Linked DNA regions of Oryctolagus cuniculus: region 1 is linked to region 2. A link is a contact called in public Hi-C data. All regions are on one chromosome and are shown on one strand. The core of a region is the stretch at or near the end of the contact, and the rest is flanking DNA. Distances in the headings are between cores, read along the strand shown.

What was found. A called contact is a pair of places that touch in the nucleus more often than the background predicts.
Region 1: a contact with region 2 is called in a Hi-C map of an unstated tissue, with 2.5 times the contacts expected there. The contact joins the enhancer-like site here to the promoter of UNC5C in region 2. A contact is called at or near these places in 2 of 6 Hi-C or Micro-C datasets (ear pinna and an unstated tissue).

What each region holds. Positions count from the first base shown.
Region 1 is chr8:70,235,934-70,243,375 of mOryCun1.1, forward strand. It overlaps BMPR1B (bone morphogenetic protein receptor type 1B), which reads right to left. Exons shown (of 14, transcript XM_017347401.3): 14 at 6,991-7,442. Among named protein-coding and RNA genes, the nearest start is that of UNC5C, 390 kb to the left of the region's middle. Within about 2 kb of position 5,613, at least 1 of the 8 cell types and tissues checked has an H3K27ac peak or open chromatin away from gene starts, as enhancers often do.
Region 2 is chr8:69,852,186-69,859,290 of mOryCun1.1, forward strand. UNC5C (unc-5 netrin receptor C) reads left to right here and starts at 1,953. Exons shown (of 17, transcript XM_008267581.4): 1 at 1,953-2,568. The coding sequence starts at 2,445.

The DNA.
Region 1 (7,442 bases), core at 4,363-6,862, 390 kb after region 2:
GTCCTACTTCTAAGGAAGAGAAAATGGTCACTCATAGTTAAGGAGAAGAAAGAAGTATTTATTCTTCTGATTTTGATCATCTAAAGACTAGGGTTTCATCCTGTTGCATTCTTTGCTTGCCACACTTGTTCAAGCTTCCTTCAAGTGGTCTGGAAGGAGAAGCTGAATTCAGGATTGACCACTGGGCACATGGTAGTGACAACACATAACACCGCACAGCCTTTTCATAAACACCACCTTCCAATGCGGATACTCACGTGTATCACCAGAAAATCTCCATCTTCCCAGGGCAAGGTGTGCAATTAACCTGCAGAGTCTTTAGTCATTTTCATATATGCTATTAACTTTATAGATTTTAATCTCTGAACTACCAAACACCCCATTCAGCCATTAGGGAAAATTCATGGAGACTGAGTTGAGGACACTTTGAACAAACTACACATGTGGTAACTTTTTAAAAGGCATTTTTCCTATAAATAAGAGATAAACATAAACACCCAAGAGTAAGATCAGGACTTTTAAGGATCTGGTCGTACGTATCCATCTGTGTGTCCTGCTCAGGAACCCAGGAGCTGTGTTCTTGGTCCACTTGCTCCTCTTAAGCAATGAATGAAGGGAGCCACTAAGATGATCACTGTTTCCCCAGGATTCCCAGGCGTTTGCCTCTGTAAGATATGTCCCTATGGGGCCAATCAAATGGAAAACCATATAAAAAGACCTGTAAGAGAGTATAAAGAAGGGAGCATACTTACATTTTTCAGTCTCCAAGTTGAATGTGAATTTCAGGTTTGCAAGCAAATGTTCTGGACAAGTCATCACTTTCAAATGGAGATCTCCATGCTGTCTAAGGCCAGTGAGAGAGAGGAGGGTCATGGGAACATGGCTCATAAAGGAATGGGATTTTCCTATCTTCTTGGCAAACAGAGCAGCTTTTGTGAATCAGAACATCATTGCTCAAAACCAACTATTTGTAAAGACAACGGTCAATGAGCATTAGATTTTATAGATCCAATAAAGAAGAATATTTTTTATTATCTCAAGGTAACAAAACATTTTTACCCTTCCAGTGCCTCATAGGACCAACTATTGTATTTTGCTTTTGCTTTGTATTATTTTTATATTTTTTAACCTTACTGAAATCCTTAGAACTTTGCCTCTGTGCAATGAAGTACTGTTTCTCTACCCTAAGAAATCTATTTGTATAATCTCTGGCTGTAATGATCACTTTGAAAGATTTCCCTTGCATCTCTATGATTTTTTAGTCGAATAGGGAGACTTAGAATACTGTAACCAATGTTAAAAATTTAAGCCTGTGTCCATACAGGCCAGCTAAGCCAAAAGAAGTCATAAATATTCCCATAATTGTGTCTTGGAAGCCTAATTTGAAAAGTGGGGAGATGGCCTTTGCATGTCCCTGGGTGGGTTTTCTCTATAGGCTAACAAAGAACTCCCCAATCCTTTAGTCTATCAGCCTTATGGCTGCTTCCATTTTCAGAAATCCTCCTTCAACAGTCTGTCTTCAGAAGAGTTCATGCTCCCAGCTTTTCCAGTGTGCTTGTCACCTCCCTAGACTGATTTATGCTGAGATATTAATAGGTTCATTCAACCAAATGTAATGGCTGTCTTAGATCTATTGTAGCATGGTCACAAGGCAGCACCAGGACAAACCAACAGGTACTCCACAAATGTGCTAGCACACAAATCCAAGCAGTTATAGAGACTAGTCCCCAGCCCAGTGTATACTCAGATTCCTGCACACTAGAGGCATCTGTCTAGAGATCTTCTAGAATCCCAAGTTGGAAATCTCTGCAGAATATCATGAGAGTCATGGCTTAGTACTTGTCAAGCAAAAAATGATTCTCTGAAATACAGTCAATTGCCCACCAGCTATATTATTTGCTACTGTACACCACCAGTCTTTCAAAATACCACATTAAATTTGTGCTTCAGCAAAATAATAAATTCTAAGTCCTAACACTTCAGGGTCCCTGATAAGTCAAAATCCTGTGTCATCCTTAAGTTCCAAAGGTCTACTGGATAAGGCACTCTTAGCCCTGCTGTTAAACCTGATGGCACTGATCCAACTGCCAGCACTGGTGTTTGGAATGGGAATTGTGAGCAGATTCTGCTGCATGGCAGCCTAAAGGTTGATGAGCTCTTGGCCTCTGATCCTCCGCACCACAGGGAAGCAGCAGCAGATGACCAGAGCTGTGCTCTTGATGTTAAACCCAAGACCCTTTTATAGCAGCATTTAAAAAGCAAAACCAAACCAAACCAAGAAATCTATAGCCAGGGGGAAATGTCGTTGCCCTTTTATGTTCTTAAAGTCATTAGTGGCACCTGTACATGTAGAGCTACAAATTCAGATGCAGCCTCTTCCAGACCCTGGGAAAGAAAAAAGACAGAGATCAGAACAAGTTGAGCACGAGATCTGAGCTATCTCTTCACCCTTTCACACACCCAGTCTTGACAGTGAAGCCCTCCCCCTCCAGACAGATGTGTTTGGCCCAAGTGCAGGGTATCTCATCGCTCTGTGTGTGCTTTAGATGCCGCAGTGTTGTAAGCGCTCAGTTTCATGTCGAGCTCGACCAAGCCGGTAACTTCCCTCTTTGCTTTTTCTAAGGATGACCACTGACTCCCTATCGGAGGCTGTCTCATCCACCTGCTGCCCCGCCGTGGAACTGCTCAATTGCAGAAATGTCAGATTGAAATTGTGTGCTTTGCCATCCTTTTTTTTTTTTTTTTTTAAACAAAATACCACCGACCCTGGCTTTTCAGATATGGAACACTTCTGTCATTGTGGTAGAGTTCCCTTTTGCTGTATCTTCTATGCAATTCCTTTTCTAAAAAAAATAAAAATAAAAAAACCCTGGTGGCAGCAGAGTGCTCTCTAGGCATCCGCCACTGCCTTGCCGTGTGGTGGAGGTGAGGGATACAGCTCTGGGTGTGCCTCTTTTTTCTTTCCCTGGCTGCCTCTCCCAAGTTTTCCTGCAGTCCCCTTGGTTCGTATTGCCTGCATTTATTCTGTCAGCCAACATGTACAAAATGTAAGAAAGAATTTTTAAACAGGTAATAAATTATATTTATAAGCAAGAGTGAGTGCTGCCTGCCTTGTTTCTTCACAAAAAAAGTCCCCCTCCATGGTAAGTCACCCTACACTTCTTCCACAGAACAAAAACCCTGGTGTCTTGGATGGATGGGGTTCTGGGAAGGTACACCTCAAGCATCTCTGCACCCTGGAATCACCCGGGTCCTACCTCCAGGGATTTGGCTTTAACTGGTCTGGGAACAGCTTGAGCATGGAGTTTTAAAAGCTCCCAGGTGATACTAAGGGTGAGAACCAATGACTCAGAATATCCATGGCAGAATTCCCTAGCAAGCTTGTAAATAGAGTGCTAGGCCCTATACTCAGGCATTCAAGTTTTTTTTTTTTTTTTTTGAAAGATTTCTTTATTTGAAAGGCAGAGAGAGACCAAGAGAGAGATTGATTTTTCCATCTGCTGGTTTACTCCCTATATGGCTGCAATGGCCAGGACTGGTCTGGGCAGGACCCAGGAGCTCCATCCAGGTTACAAGGCAGGGACCCAACCACTTGGGCGATCCTCTGCTGCTTTTCCAGGCACATTAGCAGGGAGCTGGATTGGAAGTAGAGCAGCAGGGACTTGAACAGGTGCTCATAAGACATGCTGGTGTTGCACATGGTGGCTTAACCCACTGCACCACAGCACTGGCCCCCTCAGAGATCCAATTTTAAATGAAGTCTGCAAACAGCTACAGGAATAGGACCTGAAAGGTAAGGCCAGTAACACAGCACAGAGCACACTGCACCCAAGGTGAGCATCCTCCCAGGGTGAAGCAGAAAGTAGCTTGGAAGGTAGGGAGGGAAGCAAAGTTGGCAGTCCTTCCCTCCATGAGAGAACTACCTGGAGAAGTGTTCCTAGACAGGATGTACACCTGAGCCTGTGCTGGGATCACAACAGATCATGTTCAGAGCTAAGGAAGTTACAGAAACACATAAAGTGGACCCAGGGTAAAATCAAAGGGAGAACAAAGGTCAGTGGCTGAAAGAAACTTCAAGTTAAGGGGCCAGCGCTGCAGCGCAGCAGGTTAAAGCCCAGACTGAAATGCCAGCATCCCATATGGGCGCCAGTTCAAGTCCAAGCTCCTCTACTCTAGATGCAGCTCTCCGCTAGGGTCTGGGAAAGCAGTAGAGGATGGCCTAAGTCTTTGGGCCCCTGTACCCACGTCAGAGAACCGGAAGAAGCTCCTGGCTCCCAATTTCGAATCTGCTCAGCTCCGGCCATTGCAGCCATTTGGGGAGTGAACCAGCAGATGGAGGACCTCTCTGTCTCTACCACTGTAACTCTTTAAAATAAACAAAAAATATATATCTTAAAAAAAAAGAAATTTCAAGTTAAAAAACAAACCAAGGGGTCAGTACTGCGGCATATGAGGTAAAAGCCACACCCTTCAGTGCCAGTATCCCATATGGGTGCCAGTTTGAGTCCCGGCTGCTCCACTTCCCATCCAGCTCTCTGCTGTGGCCTAGGAAAGCAGTAGAGGGTGACCCAAGTCCTTGGGCCCCTGCACCCACATGAGAGATCCAGAGGAGGCTCCTGGCTTTGGATTGGTCCAGCTCCAGCTGTGGTGGCTATTCTGGGAGTGAGCCACTGGATGGAAGACCTGTCCCTCTGCCTCTGTGTAACTCTCTGCCTTTCAAATCAATAAATCTTCAAAAAACACAAAGCAAAACAAAAGGGTACTTTACAAAGGGAACACAGAAAGCACACGGTGGGGCAGACTCAGACTGTTACCCACCCGTCGGCCACTCATATGGAGCTTCCTTCATAGCCGGGAATCCTACTGAGAAGGCTGCACTTGGGAAAGCACATGAATATTTTCAAGGTCATATTGGCAAGGGGCCTGGACTCACAGGGAGCCTGTCTCTCAGCTGAGGCCACTGGAGGGTTCTGAGAATTGGGCTCTCTCTGCATCCCTCAGTGCCAACCTAACAGGTGCCAAGCAAACAACCCTGACCCACCCCTGAGACCTGACAGCTGGATTAGTATCAGAAGCCAGGGTGACAATTACCTGGCAGAAGCAAAAGTTCATCTTATTTCGGAATGGTGACCATCGGCAACAACCAAGCTTGAACTTCTCAAACGACTAGCATCCAGGGAAGGCCCCGTTTCCCAGCTGGGGTTGACTGGTAACCTGAGTGCCTGAGTCCAGAGAAAGGACTGAATGAAACCAGCTACATACAGAAGACAGTGTAGACAAGGTGACAGGTGCCCCAGTGGCAAATCTCAGCTTGTCTCAAATGCAGAGAGCTTCAGGTCCTGTAACCTTTATGGCTGAGGGACAAGCAGTGAGCCTGTGCACCTGCTACCCACCTGGCATGGGCCGTGACAGACTCATCTCATTTGCCCCTCCTAAGAGCACCATGATGTGAGGTGTTTAGCCCGATTTTCACTCCAGGTGAGAAAAGCGATGGTTGGACACTATGTCCTTCTGCAGGACTGAGAAAGTGGAAACAACAGGATGTGAGCCGGGTGGTTCTGAATCCCAGCACTAGGAAGCAGTTGTTCTCTTGGCACTGTCTCACACAAACCTTCTGTCCCTGCATGGACCGTGACTCAATGCAAGCCCATGCTGCGGACAGTACTCCCCAGCAAGAGTGGGTCCTGGCTCCAGACCCCGTGTCTGACAGATCCCCTCAAACCCCAGCTTCCCACTCTGCCCTCCAGGGCTGCACAATGCTTTGTCCTTTTGCTGAGGGTGGCCTACCCCCCTGGGGCTGTTTCCAGGTCAACAGCAGCAGCAGCCACATCCTTCCCCACCCTGAGTGCCCTGCATGAGGGAGCAAGGGTGAGCTCCTTCTCACACCACTCTGGAGCATGCATTACCTGTGCACCCACTCAGTCGGCCCCTAAGCCCCCAGGCCCACCAGGCCCACCAGCCTTCCCCTGGACTCTTTGGCCCTGCCTGCTGCCCTGTCCTTCTCCTGTAGCCCTGGAGAACTGTCTGACAAGCTCCACTCCTCAGCACTCCTCCCATCCCTGGGGACTTGAAGCCCAAGGCCTGGCTCTCTCTCACTGACTAGGACCTCCCACTCCTGTGATCAGCCACTCAGCCAGGCCTGGGGCTGCGACTCTCCTTCGGAACCCAGATTCTGGCCACAGCCTCCTCTCAGTCACAGCTTTTGCACAATTTCACATAAGCAGGGTCCCCTGTCATTTCACCGCCTTTCTTCTGCCTTCTTAGTTACGCCTCTCTTGAATTCTTTCCCTACTTCAGCCCCATGACACCCAACCTCCTGGTAGTTCTTATTTCCTCTGACCAATAGCTGCCTAGGACTGGTAAACCCCAAGTCAATGGCAGCTGTCTACATGCCTACGTTTGGGTTGCTGCTAGCAAGACAAACATCACCAACTACACGGAAAAGCGGCGTATGAATGTGGAATCGTAGCTAACGGTACTAATTGAGTACTTACTGCATGCCTGGTGCGTGTATTATTCCATTTCATCTTCAGGACAACTCTGTGTGGTAGACAGTAATATCACATCCTCGAGAAGTCAACACGTGCCTAGTGTCACACCCTGAGGCATAAGAGGGGCCGGAGAGCAGGAGGCCAGGCTCTGGGTCACTGTGCCACACACTTAGTGTCATCACCCCTCGGCACTGCCCAAAACCACGCGACTGTGGTTCCCCAGGAAGCTGGGATTTTCCACAGCCAAACATTGACACCTCCCTCATTTCTCTGCAAACACTTCTTCCCTGCACGTCCCATTGCTCTCAGCAGATGACTGAGTTTCCAAATGACAGAGAAAATGGAAGCCATCCCAACACTTCTCTTCCCTCTGGCACAGGAAGTAGACTTCCTGCATCAGCCCTCCCACCTGATACAATGTGAGATTTTCAAAGACAAAGTAAATAAATAATAAGACAACAACAACAACAGGCACAACTGTAAGATAACAGTCTTGCTCTTTCCAAGGGGAGAATGAAACTATTTTATTTAGGGGAATGTTAAAACAAAGCCATATACAATCTGTAACAAATACAATACAATCGTTTGTTCCCTAGTCCTGAATAATTACAGTATATACAGATTCCATAAGGCACTGGTTCCCCAAGGAATACAAATGAGTCTTCTTTTGAAACAGACAACAAAACCCCTATAAATTGCCAACTTTTCTCCAAAAAATATGGCATTTTTTTTGTTTCTGTTTTACAAGAGCAGTCATAATTGCTAAATTAAATCACCTCTGATGCTAACTTCTTTCATTTCCACTGCTAGGGGACTGCATTTTCTAAGGAGATACAACGACGCAACACGTTCAAGTTAAAAAAAAAAAAAGTCCTTTTCTCAGTGCCTTTGCACCCACAGACAAAGAAGAGGCAAAAGAGACCAACAACATAAAACTCCTAATGAATATGC
Region 2 (7,105 bases), core at 703-3,202:
TTCTTACTATTACATCGTCCTTCTTGGAAAATTTGTAAAAACAGATAACAAATGACCCTTTTTGGTGATCCTCAAAAGAAATGATGGTCTTGCTATACCGCCCAACATGGTAGCTACTGATCATCACATGTGGCTATTTAAATAAAAATTAAAGTTCTCAGTTCACACTAGCCACACTGCAAGTGCTCCGTAGCCACATAGGTCTAATGTCTAGAAAGTTCTGTTGAACAGCTCTGGACTAGATAGCCTGAGACTGATGGAAATCTCCCATCAATGGAAAGAACAGCAATTAATGATAACTTTGTGTTAGGCAGTTTACATATGTTTAATCCTTATCCTTATATAAGGATTGAATAATCACCCTACAAGATAATTATTACTACTACTCCCATTAAACAGACTGGGCAAACAGAGGCACCTAGCCTTATTGCTCATTACCTGTCAGGTAGTCACTGGAACTAAGAGTTTAACCAACCGTCTGGCACCAGCACTCTCCCCACCTCCCTTTACCAAATGTCACAGTGTCTTGGCATTTGACAGATGAAGAGGGGGAAGAAGAAATTTTAGTGTGGCAGGCAGAAACTCCATAGATGTAAGACAGAACAGTTGGGTCAATGTCTGGCAATCATGATCTTTTCAGACCTATCAAATTTGTCCAAGACAGGACTCATTGGCTCTTTAGGTGAAGCTGAGCAGACACACCACAGCATGTCAGAACTAACAAGAAGAAAATATTTCACAGAGGAGACAGGCAAAGGTTCCCTGACGGGCCCAGGGTAACAGAAAATTCAGATCATAGCCTCCAGTGCCTCCAGTAGGCCTCCAGTGCCCTGCCCGTGTGTTCACTACACCCCCCTTGTACATAGAGTTTTAACATTTCCCTGATGCATAATCTATTCATTTAGAAGTGTACCATTCTTAGAGAAGGGAATTTGTTCTTCCCAAAATGCTGGCTGAGCCTTGCTGTTTGACCTTTTTACCCATCCCCCTGTCTTTTTGTCTAGCCTCGCCTTAGTGCCTTAGTTTTGACTCCTACATTCCTCATTTAATTCTTCCAACAAGACTTCACCACCTAATTACCCAGACAATCCTTTCCCATAGAAAGGTAAAATATTCAGAGGTTTGAGTCCTTCCACTTCCCCGGTAGGAATCTGGACACGAAGCCATAGCTCCCACCATCACTTTGAGTATCTACAAATATTGTTCTATTTTTCCTTTTCCCCTGGGAGATTTCCTCCCAGTATTGCCTCACCACCCATAACATACTCAAAGTGCCCAGTCACCAGGATGCACGCAGAGCAAGCACTGCTGAAAAGGACTTTTCTTGGAGCTTTTAGTTTTTGTTCCACAACAGACATGTCATGGACGCTCAGAGCATAAAACAGTCTAAGTGGCGCTGAGCACTCCAAGAGTGCAGTGGACTGGGCACTGCCAAAGCTTCAAGCCTTCTTCCCCACCACTGAGGACTTCAGTTCTAGCTTGCACCTGGCTTCGCCGCCGCAAGACCCGAAGTGGGAGAGCGAGTCCAGTCCAGTCCCAGGAATCTGGCTCGGGCTTTGGCGACTCGGTGAAGCTGGCAGGAGGCAGGCTGAGCTCCACTGCAAGCAGCCAAGTGGCCCGGGGCGCGCCCGCTGCCCTCCAGGAGCCCAGGTCTGGCGCACCGCGGGGTGCAGGCGCGTTCCCATTCCCGGCAGCCGCGTGGTCCTCCGGCGCGCCCCGGCCACTGCTTCTGCGGGGCGCGCCAAGGCCGGTCCCCACCATCCACGCTGGCTGCAGGTCTCTGTCCGGAGTCTACCTTACATAAGGCGGCTGGGCGCGCTCCCGCAGCTGCTGACCCCCCAGCGGAGTTGGGAAGTGTCCTGCACGCCTCCTTGACTGCCTCCTCTTCGGAGATGAGCGCCCCTGGTAGAAGGTGACCCTCCCTGGCCGCCACCAGCAGCGGCAGCCTGGGCGTCTCTGTTGCCCGTCAGAGAAGGCTGCGATTGGAGCCGGGAGCGCCTCGCTGTGCCCAAGCGCCTTCCCTCTGCTCCCTCCTCCTCCCCCCACCCTGTGGCTGTGTGTGTTCCCTGCCTGTGAGGGGACCGGGCCAGCAGTCCAGGCTCGGCGCGCGGTGGAGCTGCGGCTGCTCGTGCTGCTGGGAGGAGCGGTGGAGGTGGCTGCCTTGCGCCTCCCCAGACTTCCCAAGTGGGGGCAGAGCAGGCGCTCGCTGGAGACATCAGTTAGAAGGCACGGGCAAAGAGGGACCAGCAAACTCCTCCTCGGCGTCTCCTCTCCACCCCCTTTTGGTCCCTGCCCTTGGAGAAAGTGGAGTGTGGCGCTGGGTTGTGGCGATTTCTTCTGACTGCTTCGCGGTGCGCGGATTCAGCAGCTGCCGGGCGGCGCGGGGCTTTCCGCTGTTTGCGCCTCTCTCTGGGTGGCTTCCCCACTGCACACCTCCGTCTACCATGAGGAAAGGTCTGCGGGCTACAGCGGCCCGCTGCGGACTGGGACTGGGATATGTGCTGCAAATGCTCGTGCTACCTGCCCTGGCCCTGCTCAGCGCCAGCGGCACGGGCTCTGCCGCTCAAGGTAAGGGGGTCCTCCAGGCTCAGCTGCCGCCTCCCCATGCTTCCTCCTTCCCTCCTTCTCTCTCTCCTGCTACCCAGTTCTGCCCTTTTCAGTGTAACCCGTGGCTCGCAACTGGAAACCACTTGGAATTCCACTTTCCTAACTAGTCAAGATGCGTGGATGGTGCTGATGAGCTTGAATCTCTCTTCCTAGATGGGCATGGATGCAACGGGGAGACGTACAGGGTGTGGACTTGGCGTCCCTGTCAGTGCCTGGAGGTGCCTGGGGGTGTCCTTTGCACTTTCAGCCCTGCACGCGCACGTTGCTGCCCGCGGTGCACGCCAAGTCCCGAACCTCGGTGGCGACAGCTGGGTGGCATGCCAGAGATGCGCCCTGTTGTGCCTGGTGCACGGAACCTTCTGTGCTGTGCCACAGCTGGGGGTGCAGGATTATCATTGCTTGGAGACCAAGGGGAGCTCCGCTACAGAAATAAGTCCATTACCGCTGAGGACCCACCAGCGCGGTTTTCCCCCTGGGCGCTGTGGAGACAGAGCCCTCCAGGGCCGGCTGTGGCAGCGTGGCGGGTCTAGGGAGCCCATGCCTCTCCATGCGCCTTCTTCCCCTTCCCAACAGGCGCCCGAGAAACTTAAAACCCCAGAGCTCTCAGCGATCGGGATCGGGCTGGTTACTCCTACCAAATCCGAGACTTCCCGGGGTAACCGGCCAGTTTATAAGTCTGACATTTTAATTTAACGCGTGTGAGCTTGGAAATAAAGTGCCCCGACCTAGGGCTACTCCGGTGTTGGGAGGGGAGCGGCCAAGACCACGAAGGAGTTGGTGGTGGGCCAGAGAGGAGAGAAGGCACCGGACTGCTTGCCTGGCTTCCTCCTTTCCCCCGGAGTTTGGAATGGTCTTGGCAGCTCCCAGCCTTCTGAGCCCAGGAAGCTGCGTGGAAGGGACGTTGTGGGGTTGGGCAGGACAAAAAGTCAAGGCTGCCCCCTTTGGGGGTCTCTCTGTGGTCACCTGGGCCCCCAACCTTCTGGCCAAGCCCACCTGAGTCTTTGCCCACAGTTTGGAGGCGATAGAGGGCTGGGGGAGGGTGGCTCAGCTTTTCCTGGAAGGGAGGAGAGGCTGAAGGCAGCCTAGGCAGCTTCACTGGCAACTCAGGGACCCCCCCCCCCATCTCCATTATCCTTCTTTCCAAATTTGGAGGGCTGGAGAGGAGCCGACAGAAGCCCCCAGCTCCTCCGTGACATGCACACCCCAGCTCCTCCGTGACATGCACACGCCGTGGTGCTACGACAGCATTTCCTCCGCTCCCTTCGCTAGCTCGCTGGCTCCGAGCAGGGCGCTGGGGGCGGGCACGTTGGGGGTTGAGGGCGGCGTGGAGCCCAGGCTGGTGCGCGGGGGTGAGGGGTGGGGGGTGGTAGGTCATTAGCAAAGCTTTGTGAATTAGCGCTAGCTACTTGCGGAGTAAATTTTCCTGCTGCCCTGCTAAGTGGCCACGCTCATAAATCCTTCCTTCGCTTCGCGCCAGATGCCTCCCATCCTGGCTCCTGAAGGGTCCGCTCTGGTTTTCTCATGCACACCTCCAGAGCTCTTCTGCCTGTCCATTTCACAAAAGCTCCGTCGAGAATCGGAGCTTGTTTGTAGATTGCTTGCAATTGCTAAGAACTTCTCAGGATCGCTTAGAAGAGGGTGATGGGAAGCTTAAGTGAGCAACCTGATGAATAGCCGTGGAATCAACCTCGTGACTCCCTGTGGAATCCGCCTGCTGTTATTGGGCGCACAAAGAGCTGAGCCATGGGGTGGGGGGAACGGGACATAGTGTGTGGGGGGGAGGACAAGTTAAAGTCCCTAAAGATGCCAACCAGGAGATAGGATCCCTGCCGAGAGCTTACAACAGCTAAATTAAAAAGACTGGGTAGAAAAAGGATCAATAAAGATAATCAAACAGGGGAGATTGTAAGTGGATTAATATTGAAAGAAGAAGGGAGAAGAGATTAAAGAAAACAGGCCCAGGATAGACTGTTTTTGTCTTGCACTTTTTCTTTGCAAGCACCAGGCAAGTCAAAGATTGAGGGCTGATTCTGATCTCCGGTGGAAAAATAAAACCTATTCTGTTGGGTGTGTGCATTTCAGTGCCGGTCTTCTCCGTTTACTTTAGTTTCTTTGGTTCCTGGTGAATAGCATTTTTGTTCAAATCTTGTGATCTGTGACATGCACCATTCTGCCACTTTTATCTTTGTTATCCTCCATGTTCCAACATACTGGCTCTTCCTGTGCTGTCTGTTAGATAGCAAAGGAAGTACAAAGCTGTAAACTCAACTATCAGTGCTATCACTGTCACTGTTATCCCTTACACCAGCCTGTTTGCTATTGAACTACAATTAACACTTGCCTCTCAGAAACACAGATTTTCTAATGGTCCCAGAGTTTGACCTCCACTTCTTTCTTATCTTCCTTTCTTCTCCTCTCTGTAGACTAGAACCTTAACTCATACCCCCAAGGAATGGTTCCCTTTCGCTGAGGACTTAAAGATCAGAATGAGCTATTTTTAATCAATGGAAGTGCATAAGCAGTTAAGATGGGGGAGTTAATTTAAGCACTGTATAGTGTGGCTGAGGTTTTTATTGTATTAGAGACATGTTGGGAAAATCAAAAGTTTAAGTATATATCTCTATAGAGATAACCAATGAAACAACATAAGTTTAAGATTAACCCTCATGGTGATTTTTTTTATTAGTGAATGTATTCAGTTTTGTAACTGTGGTTTAAAGAGAGACAGCAGTCACTTTAAACAGGTCCTTGGGAAATTCTCTAGGCTTAGGCAACAACTTTCTCCTTTCTGGCTAGGCCCTAATTGCTTCATTCAGGATTGCTGGGAACTCTTGCTCCCGGGAATTTGTGGGGCTTCTGACTTCCAAGAATGATAGATTTTGCTAGGACAAGGCTGTGTGTCCGTGTGTGTGTGTGTGTGTGTGTGTGTTCAGTGTGTTCAGAATTAATGACCTCCTGTTGTACATATGCATTTATCTGGACTGCATAGCATTGATATGCTGCTTATCTAGCACCAACTAGTGTTACGAGTGTTAACATCACCAAACATAAAATTACTGACGACTCTAAACAGATTGGGATATTTTCCTATTATTGTAAAAATAATGGATAGTGTCTTAAAAAACGAATAACAGTTCTTTCTATATAGGAACAAAAATTACTTTCACATAATATTTATACATAGTGGCACAGTATAAATAGAAATTTGGCTTCAAAAGCAACCGAATTGCATTGCAATTCTGTCATGTAATTTTCCATTTTAGGAGCAGAGAAAATCATGAATTCATGTTGGAAATTTGCATGAAGGAACAGCAGACTAGTTAGCCATGATTTTGAAAAATAATTCCTTGTAATCTAGTGCAAAGAATGTTTAAAAGCCTTGAGTGAACAAACTTTTCAGGTCCTTGCAAAGAATGCGGAATCATTAAGATTACAACAGGCAGTTGTTGACTCCCTGGCCTCCTGAGCTGTGGACACTGGGAGTTAAACATCAGGGTCCTCAAGTATCTTCCCTTGTACTTTGGGAGTTCATTGTTGTAATCAGAATTGATGCGGATCTATTTTAAGCAAACACCTTAAGGACTGCACCAGGCAAGAGATCTCCTAAGCAAATCCTCTCAGCTTACGTAGTCTTGCTGCTGAGACTTAAACATAATTGTCCTGCAATGTATGCTAGGTCCTGCAATTAGAGCGAACAGCCAGAATGTGCTCTATTAGGCCTTAACTGCCGTTAGCACTCTTGTGATTTAGGTCATGGCTTTGCTGGAGCAGCAGAGGGAGTCACTCTCAGAAAAAGCATTAAAGTTACAGGCTGCCACCACTTCAGGAAGATAATGGAGGAAATGGTGGGGGCGGAGACTGAGCTCTTGCCTTGCAGTTTTATCCTAAGTCTTATTTACTTTGACTTTTGCATACGTGGCAGTTAAAAACAAACCTGTTCACATTTCCCTACAAATTCGAAATGTATTAGCTCATTTGGGTGGAGTGTTTGAGGTCTGGTTCATAATAGTCATCGTGCACTTATGTTGTTTTCCTAGACTGTGTGTTATTTGGTAGACATACAGTGTTGAAGACAATTTCCCTCAAGCAAGGTAGACATAGAACCATATAATTATTAATGCACTTTCTGAAATGCAGTAGAGGGCCTAGGTGTGTGGTCCTTTCCGTATTCAAGCATCCAAAGATAGTAAATAGAGGTCAGCTTAGGATTCTGTTGGGAAGGAGAGAATGAGTTACAAACTTTTAGCACAGAGGAACTTCAAAGCAATGATTTGGCTAGACATGAGATGTTTTTGAAGCTAAGTTTGCATGTCAGCAGTGTGTTAGTAGATTTAAAATGTTCTGTCTGGCTTTCAGTAAAGTGAAGCTATTAGTGATGGCCATCTATTCTATCAGAACAGTGGTTACCAAGGCCCCATAATCCTACTTCCAGCACCTCCTACCTGAGTGGTCAGGGTTAAGTTATTTAACCTCTCTCTGCCTCAGTTTCCTCTCATGT